Regions from separate parts of the Sus scrofa genome. Here region 2 is linked to region 1. The links are chromatin contacts, called in public Hi-C maps. All regions are on one chromosome and are shown on one strand. The core of a region is the stretch at or near the end of the contact, and the rest is flanking DNA. Distances in the headings are between cores, read along the strand shown.

What was found. A called contact is a pair of places that touch in the nucleus more often than the background predicts.
Region 2: a contact with region 1 is called in a Hi-C map of embryonic fibroblasts, with 2.1 times the contacts expected there. The contact joins two enhancer-like sites. A contact is called at or near these places in 5 of 47 Hi-C or Micro-C datasets (embryonic fibroblasts, fibroblasts and mesenchymal stem cells) and 1 of 2 datasets of contacts at active chromatin or transcription factors (skeletal muscle).

The regions. Positions count from the first base shown.
Region 1 is chr5:23,623,240-23,626,731 of Sscrofa11.1, forward strand. No RefSeq gene overlaps it. Among named protein-coding and RNA genes, the nearest start is that of ATP23, 450 kb to the left of the region's middle. Within about 2 kb of position 1,877, at least 8 of the 83 cell types and tissues checked have an H3K27ac peak or open chromatin away from gene starts, as enhancers often do. A contact at or near this core is called in embryonic fibroblasts, where this site is marked.
Region 2 is chr5:23,721,813-23,725,304 of Sscrofa11.1, forward strand. No RefSeq gene overlaps it. Among named protein-coding and RNA genes, the nearest start is that of LRIG3, 390 kb to the right of the region's middle. Within about 2 kb of position 1,864, at least 4 of the 83 cell types and tissues checked have an H3K27ac peak or open chromatin away from gene starts, as enhancers often do. A contact at or near this core is called in embryonic fibroblasts, where this site is marked.

The DNA.
Region 1 (3,492 bases), core at 627-3,126:
GATGAGTTGAGCAAGACAATAACTGCCACCTGGTCCTACTTCCTGCCAGCAGGTCCACTGGTCTCCCTGGTGACTTCTTTGATGTACACCTTCTGCTCACCACACAGGGAAAGAGAAAAATCTGGAAACAGAAACCACACATTGGGTTTGAGTTTCAGATGAATGAGAGGAGATTTTCCCTGACTGAATTAAGAATCAGCTTTAAGTGAAGATGGTTTTCAGTGAAGATGAACATTCCTTTCCCCTTGCTGACCAGGAGTCTCTGGATTTTCTGAGGTATCTATTTCAAAGCCGCAAGAACTCTAATAATAATTTCAAAATACCTCAGGTTCTGCTAACACTGCATTTCCTCATAGTCTCATAGTCCCCAGTTGTCTGTCCAGTCCTTTGCAGGGTTTTCTCCTGATACTTTGCAGAGTAACCACCACTGCTGCTAACTAGCCCCTGGGCCTGCAGTCCTGTCTGCCCTGGACTCTCCATGCTGTGGCCATGACTGTCTTTCTAAAGTATCTAAACACATCTCACTCAACCTTTAAATTCTTTAGTGGCTCCCAGTTCAAGTTCCAGCTCATTAGCCAGTCTTAATAAATGCTGCAAGGTCTGTCCTTTGCTAATTGCTCCAGCTTCTTCCTTTACAATTCATACCTCTCATTCTGAAGAGATCTATCGAACTACTGTATTGAAAATATTCCACCTGTTCATTAGCCTCTTGGCCTTTGCACATACATTTTTTTTCTCCTTCCCTTTTCCTAGTTGCCTAGAAAGTCCTTAAATTTTTTTTATTGAGACATCCTTTCCTTTGAGAAATTCATTAAAAAATACTTCTCAAGCATCTTGAATATTCCAGACATTCTTCTAGGTGCTTGGGATACATCAGTGAACAAAACAGGGGAAGATCTACTTACCTTATTGGACTCTGATGGCATATTTATTTGTCCTGTCTCTACTAAACTTCAAGCTCCCTGAAGACAGGGTATGTGCCTTATTTAACACTGTATTTCCAAAGCCTAGAAGAATGCTTTGGTATATGACTAGAACTCAATAAGAAAAGTAATAGCCTTTAGAAAAAAGTCAGAAAACGTTTTTCTGCAAAGAAATAATTTTTTGTAAAGTAAATATTTAAAAATATTTGGTCCATAAAGTATGTTTTAGCCATTCAGTTCTGTTGTGATGCAGGCAGTTAGGAATGGTACGTAAGTGAAGGAGCCTGAGTGTGTTCCAGTCAAACTTAGAAAATCCCTAAAGTTTCTTCTGGGTTCACAATGTTATCTCTTTTGTTTATTGCTATACTCATAGCATCTAGAACCATGTCTTCAACATAGCAGATGCATAATGTATACTTGTTGGATGAGGAATTAAAGTGGATTTAAGGCAGTTTGGATTTGAATTCAAGCCTTTCTGACTTCAAAATCCATGATCTTTGTATATCACATCTTGTTGGTTGTTTAATTAAATACAGACATAAGGGATCAGAATTCCCAAGACACTGGGACCCACAGTGATGATCAATTAATCTAGAGTTGTCACACTTTTTCTCATCTTGAGATGCCTTGCTCAATTGGATCCCTGCCAATACTTGTTTGTTAGCCCTAAACAATGATGAGCCCCTCTTGATGGCATGTGAGGAATTCCTTAGTGAGCAGGGGGATAGAACCAGCTGGTAAACCAAATAGGAGAGTGCAAGTGAGGAAATGCCTGTGGGATAGAGATGGTGCTAAGAGGTAATTTACTTTACAGCAAGGGGGAGAGTCATAGAAACCTTCAAAAAGTGGGAGGGCCTGAAAAGGATTTTGAGTTGCTGCACATCCCATATGTCCATAGTGACGAATCAGAGTATGCAAGGGATCCGCCTAGACTATGTTACAACCTGAATTGTGGGCAGAATTAATCAGAGCTAGAATTCCTAGTTCCCAGTCATCCATGAAACCACTAGACACTCTATATTTCAGTGCATTCATTTTATTTTGATTTATTTATTTTGGCCATGGTGTGCAGTGGCTTGATGTGGGATCTCAATTCCCAGACCAGGGATTGAACCCAGACCGCAGCAGTGAAAGTGCTGAGTCCTAAACACTAGACCACCAGGGAACTCCTGTCAATGCATTTTAAACAAATATTCCTAACTTAACCATTGCATCCTTTTACTTATGTGTGTGTTTGAGTATCTTAGGTCATTATTCTCTCTCTTAGGAATCATATTTTCCCAGAAATCACTTTTTCATGTTGCTCAAGTATGCTAAAAGAGACCTCGATGGTAAAAGGTTAAGTGGAAGATGAAATAGAGTAAACCAACTGGACTTTTTGCTTTGTAAACCCTGTGGAAGTGTTGAGTCAGCTGTTTGAACTGTTAAGTAGAATTCACAGAGCCTGTTGCTCTGTAGCCTGAATCATTCCCAGTGTCTCTGGTTCCATATTGGTTTATGACCAATGACTAATGCTTCACCCATGAGTCATTAAATCCATTCTGCACTTCCCTGGTTCCCTAATCTTCTTGGAATTCATCCTTGTGTCCACTGGTCCAATGCTCTAGCTTGGTATTTGGATGACTGAACAGAAATAGCAATAAAAATGTATATGTAATATAACAGTTCAAAATGCAATTCCCTTTAGAGAAGGCATCTGAGCAAATAAAAATCCACCTAAACTGTTTCAAATCCTTTGAAATACTTGAAGCTTTCAGTTTCCTTTGCACCTTCATGAGAGGTCAACAAATACAGCAAGAGCATCTGCTGGTTCTGCACATACTTTGCTACAAAATTCAGACTTCATAAGGTAGCTCTATTTTCTAATGCTCTTGATTAACTGCACTAATGGAAGAAGGCAGAAGCATGGATAATCTAATATAGATAGCAGCTGATGAATATGTATGTGTTTGATGTTCTAGAAAACTACTTTGAAGGAAGTAGTGAAATGCCATTGATGGTTAAACTTAGGATGAGAAAATGTCCACCTTCTTGACTACCGCTCAGTTCTCTGAAATCCTTATCATTTTAAGAGCACTTATTTTCACAGAAAGAGCCAGGAATTGCCTGATAACTGTGAAAGAGTATGGCAGACTAAGTGGAAGGGAGGTGACTTGAGGTGGGGAAGGAAGGAGGTGTAAATAAGACATGGGAATATCCTATTCACAGGAGTGCGGTGGGCTCTGAGGGTGGGGAGGCCCAGAGGAGATTTAGCTGCTAATGCTGGCCAAAATTTACTTTAGCTATCCAAACATAAGATCTAAATGGCATAGCCTAGGTGGAAAGTCCACCTCAATCTGAAATAACTGCTAAGTATCCTATAAGCAGGCAGATAGAGCAAAGTGATGGAGCCTCCAGAGAGATGTGATTGATGTTCAGGAGTCGAGGCAGAAAATGTGCAGTCATCTTCTTCTGGAGGGATGGTAGAGAGAGGAGGCTAGCCTGCGTGGTTAGGGGTGAGACTGTCTAGGACAGAGTAGGGTACCAGGGTAGGAGGATGGTAAGTCATATAAGAGTGTTCATACTGGTC
Region 2 (3,492 bases), core at 614-3,113, 99 kb after region 1:
TATCCCATTGTTTATATGTACCACCACATCTTTTTTTTTTTTTTTTTTCCTGCCATTTCTTGGGCTGCTCCCATGGCATATGGAGATTCCCAGGCTAGGGGTTGTATCGGAGCTGTAGCTGCTGGCCTACTCCAGCAGCCACAGCAACGCGGGATCCGAGCCGTGTCTGCAACCTACACCACAGCTCACAGCAACGCCGGATCCTTAACCCACTGAGCAAGGCCAGGGATCATCCTGCAACCTCATGGTTCCTAGTTGGATTCGTTAACCACTGAGCCACAATGGGAACTCCATATATGTACCACATCTTCTTAATCCATTCATCTGTTGACAGACATTTAGGTTGTTTCCATGTCTTGGCTATTGTGAATAATGCTGCAATGAACACAGGGGTGCATGTATCTTTTTGAATGAAATTTCTGTCTGGATATATGCCAAGGAGTGGGATTGCTGGATCATATGGTAGTTTAATACAAAAGAATGAATAAGAAATATATGAAAAGATGATTGGATTAGGAAGATATGGTATATATACACAGTGGAATACTACTCAGTCATAAAAATGAAATAATGCCATTTGCAGCAACATGGGTGGAACTAGAGACTCTCATACTGAGTGAAGTAAGTCAGAAAGAGAAAGACAAATACCATATGATATCACATATCTGGAATCTAATATAAGGCATAAGTGAATCTTTCCATAGAAAAGAAAATCATGAACTTGGAGAATAGACTTGTGGTTGCCTGGGGGAGTGGGATAGAGTGGGATGGATTGGGAGTTTGGGATTAATAGATGCAGAATATTGCCTTTGGAATGGATTAGCAATGAGATCCTGCTGTTTAGCATTGGGAACTATGTCTAGTCACTTATGATGGAGCCTGATGAAGTTAAAAAAAAAAAAGAATGTATGCATGTATTTATAACTGGGTCACCATTCTGTACTTATAAAATTGGCAGAACACTGTAAACCAGTTATAATGGGAAAAAAATAAAATCATATAAAAAATAAATAATAAGAAATATGGAAAATACTAATTAATTGAGTCGATTAATTCTTTTTAAAACATTGTGTGCTACTAAGAATAGTTGTGGAAAAGCTTCCCTTTCCTTTTTAAATAATAATGTTCAAGCATGCTAGTTAACCATCCTGGCATGGCCAATCTCAGGAGCTGAAATGAAGAGCAGTTATTATTAGTGGTAATTTCTTTTGGGGAGGGTATCAGTGAATAAAAGTGAACATTTCCTAGTTTAGTCAACAAACATTCTCTGCATTTCTGGGCTTGTAAAGGTCAAACCATTGATTCATATTTCATAACTTCTTTGGCTTTGATTCATAAGTCTTAAATTTCCTTAATTGCTGGTGGGTAAAAATAGCCATAGAAAGCCATTTTCTTAATGATGGAAAAATTTCCTAATAAATTACATGTCAAAGCTTGGAGAAACTTCTTGAATCATCATGAAAGATAGGTGGGCCATTTAAATAAGTGTGTTTATAGAGAAGACTGTTGAGATTGATTTTTGAGCTAAAGCCACCCTTGAAAGGACAAGAGCCCTTGAAAGTAAGCTTTATATTTTTTTAATAATGATTTTTATTTTTTCCATTATAACTGGGTTACAGTGTTCTGTCTATTTTCTACTGTATAACAAGGTGACCCAGTCACACATACATATATACATTCTTTTTTTCTCACATTATCATGCTCCAGCATAAGTGACTAGATATAGTTCCCAGTGCTATACGGCAGGATTTCATTGCTTATCCACTTTGTTTTAAAATCTCAAAACCAGAAGCTGCTTACACAGAGACACTACCAACTCCTTGGTGAGTAGGCACTGTGAGAGGGAGCTGGAATTTTTGTGAGAGAGTTGCCAATTGTAAAATATCATCAGGCCTGTTTGCTTAACATTCACCACATACCTAACCAACCACATCGTTTGTTACAACTTTGCATGTAGAAAGTCTGATCTCCCTAAAGGAAATAAAACATGCAGAATAGATAGCAGAGGAAAATGCAGTGATTCTCCATTGCTATTTTCTGATATTGTATATAACCTTTTGGTATTTATGAAGGACTCTATAGCTAGGCGCTACCTCCCAAGGTAATAAAAGAACTGAGGCCATAGTGTGTCATCCAGCAGAATTCTGTGAGGGCCTCAGGTGTGCCCCTGAATGTCTTCTCTTTATGGCTTTTAGTCTTCCTTGGCTTTGACCTGGTTGTTTTTATTTGTTGCTACCATGATGGCCCATTCTTGGTTTGAGTCCCTCTGGCTTTCCAGTTTCTGTGATTCAATTTCTTTTTTATCAGAAACTCTCATTCCAGAATTTAATTCATGGTTCTTGCTTTCTACATGTATCATCCCTGCTGGCTTCGACTTTCGTATTGGCTTAAACTCCAGTCTCCCTGTTGTCTCCACACACCCTCCTCCCTGCCCAAGTATTGGGGAGTACCCCTCACCATAAGTGTGGAAGAAAATGAGTTCCAGAGTTCCGAGTGGGGACAACAGTTAAAGAAAATATTTTCCAGGGAGTCCCCATAGTTGCTCAGCAGTAGCAAATCTGACTAGTATCCATGAGGATGTGAGTTCAATCCTTGGCCTTGCTCAGTGGGTTAAGGAGCCAGCATTGCTGTGAGCTGTGCTGTTGGTTGCAGATGCAACTCAGATCTGGCGTTGCTGTGACTGTGGTGTAGGCTGGCAGCTACAGCTCTGGTTTGACCCCTAGCTTTGGAACTTCCATATGCTGTGGGTGTGGCCCTAAAAAGACAAAAAAAAAAATAATTATTATTTCCCATTATTTTCAAAACACATTTCTTTTTATTGATAGATTTTTAAGGATCTCAAAAAATTTTTTTTCCCCAAAGCAAGATTCCCTTCTAAAAATTGTTACTGTAAGTTACTTTGACAGAGTGTCATCTTGACTTATATGTATTAGTTGAAAAGTGGTAATAGGGCATAGAGAAGAAACAGTACAAAATTTTGATTGATAGTAAAACCAGCCATGAAGGAAGTCATCACTTCATTTTTAGATTATTAAAGGCAGAGTTCTCATTCTCTAATTAATAAATATTTGCTAGTTTTCTATTGGAAAAAGTTGTTTTAGATGCTTTAAATTTGTTAGAGTGTTAAAAACCGTAGGACATATTTTCTACCTTCAAGGAGCTTATACTTTGGAGAGACAAGATATAGGCAAAGTAGATTATAAATCAAATGAAATTTAAGATTTAAATCATATATTATGAATATAAAATATGACATCCCATATTTAGGATTTATTTTTTTTCATAAGGCCAAGTAACACCTCTTTTCATCTCCTTGTAGTTAGTCATAAATTTGAGCCATTAATTTTTATTTTAGAATTTTGGAAGGATAATGACTAAATTGTATGGATTACTAATTGTCCTTATTAGTAACTTTTAAAATCTGAGTTAGTGAGTTAACTCACTTTTCAAACTTGGAATTTTTATATTTGTTTAGGTGTGGGAATAACTAAC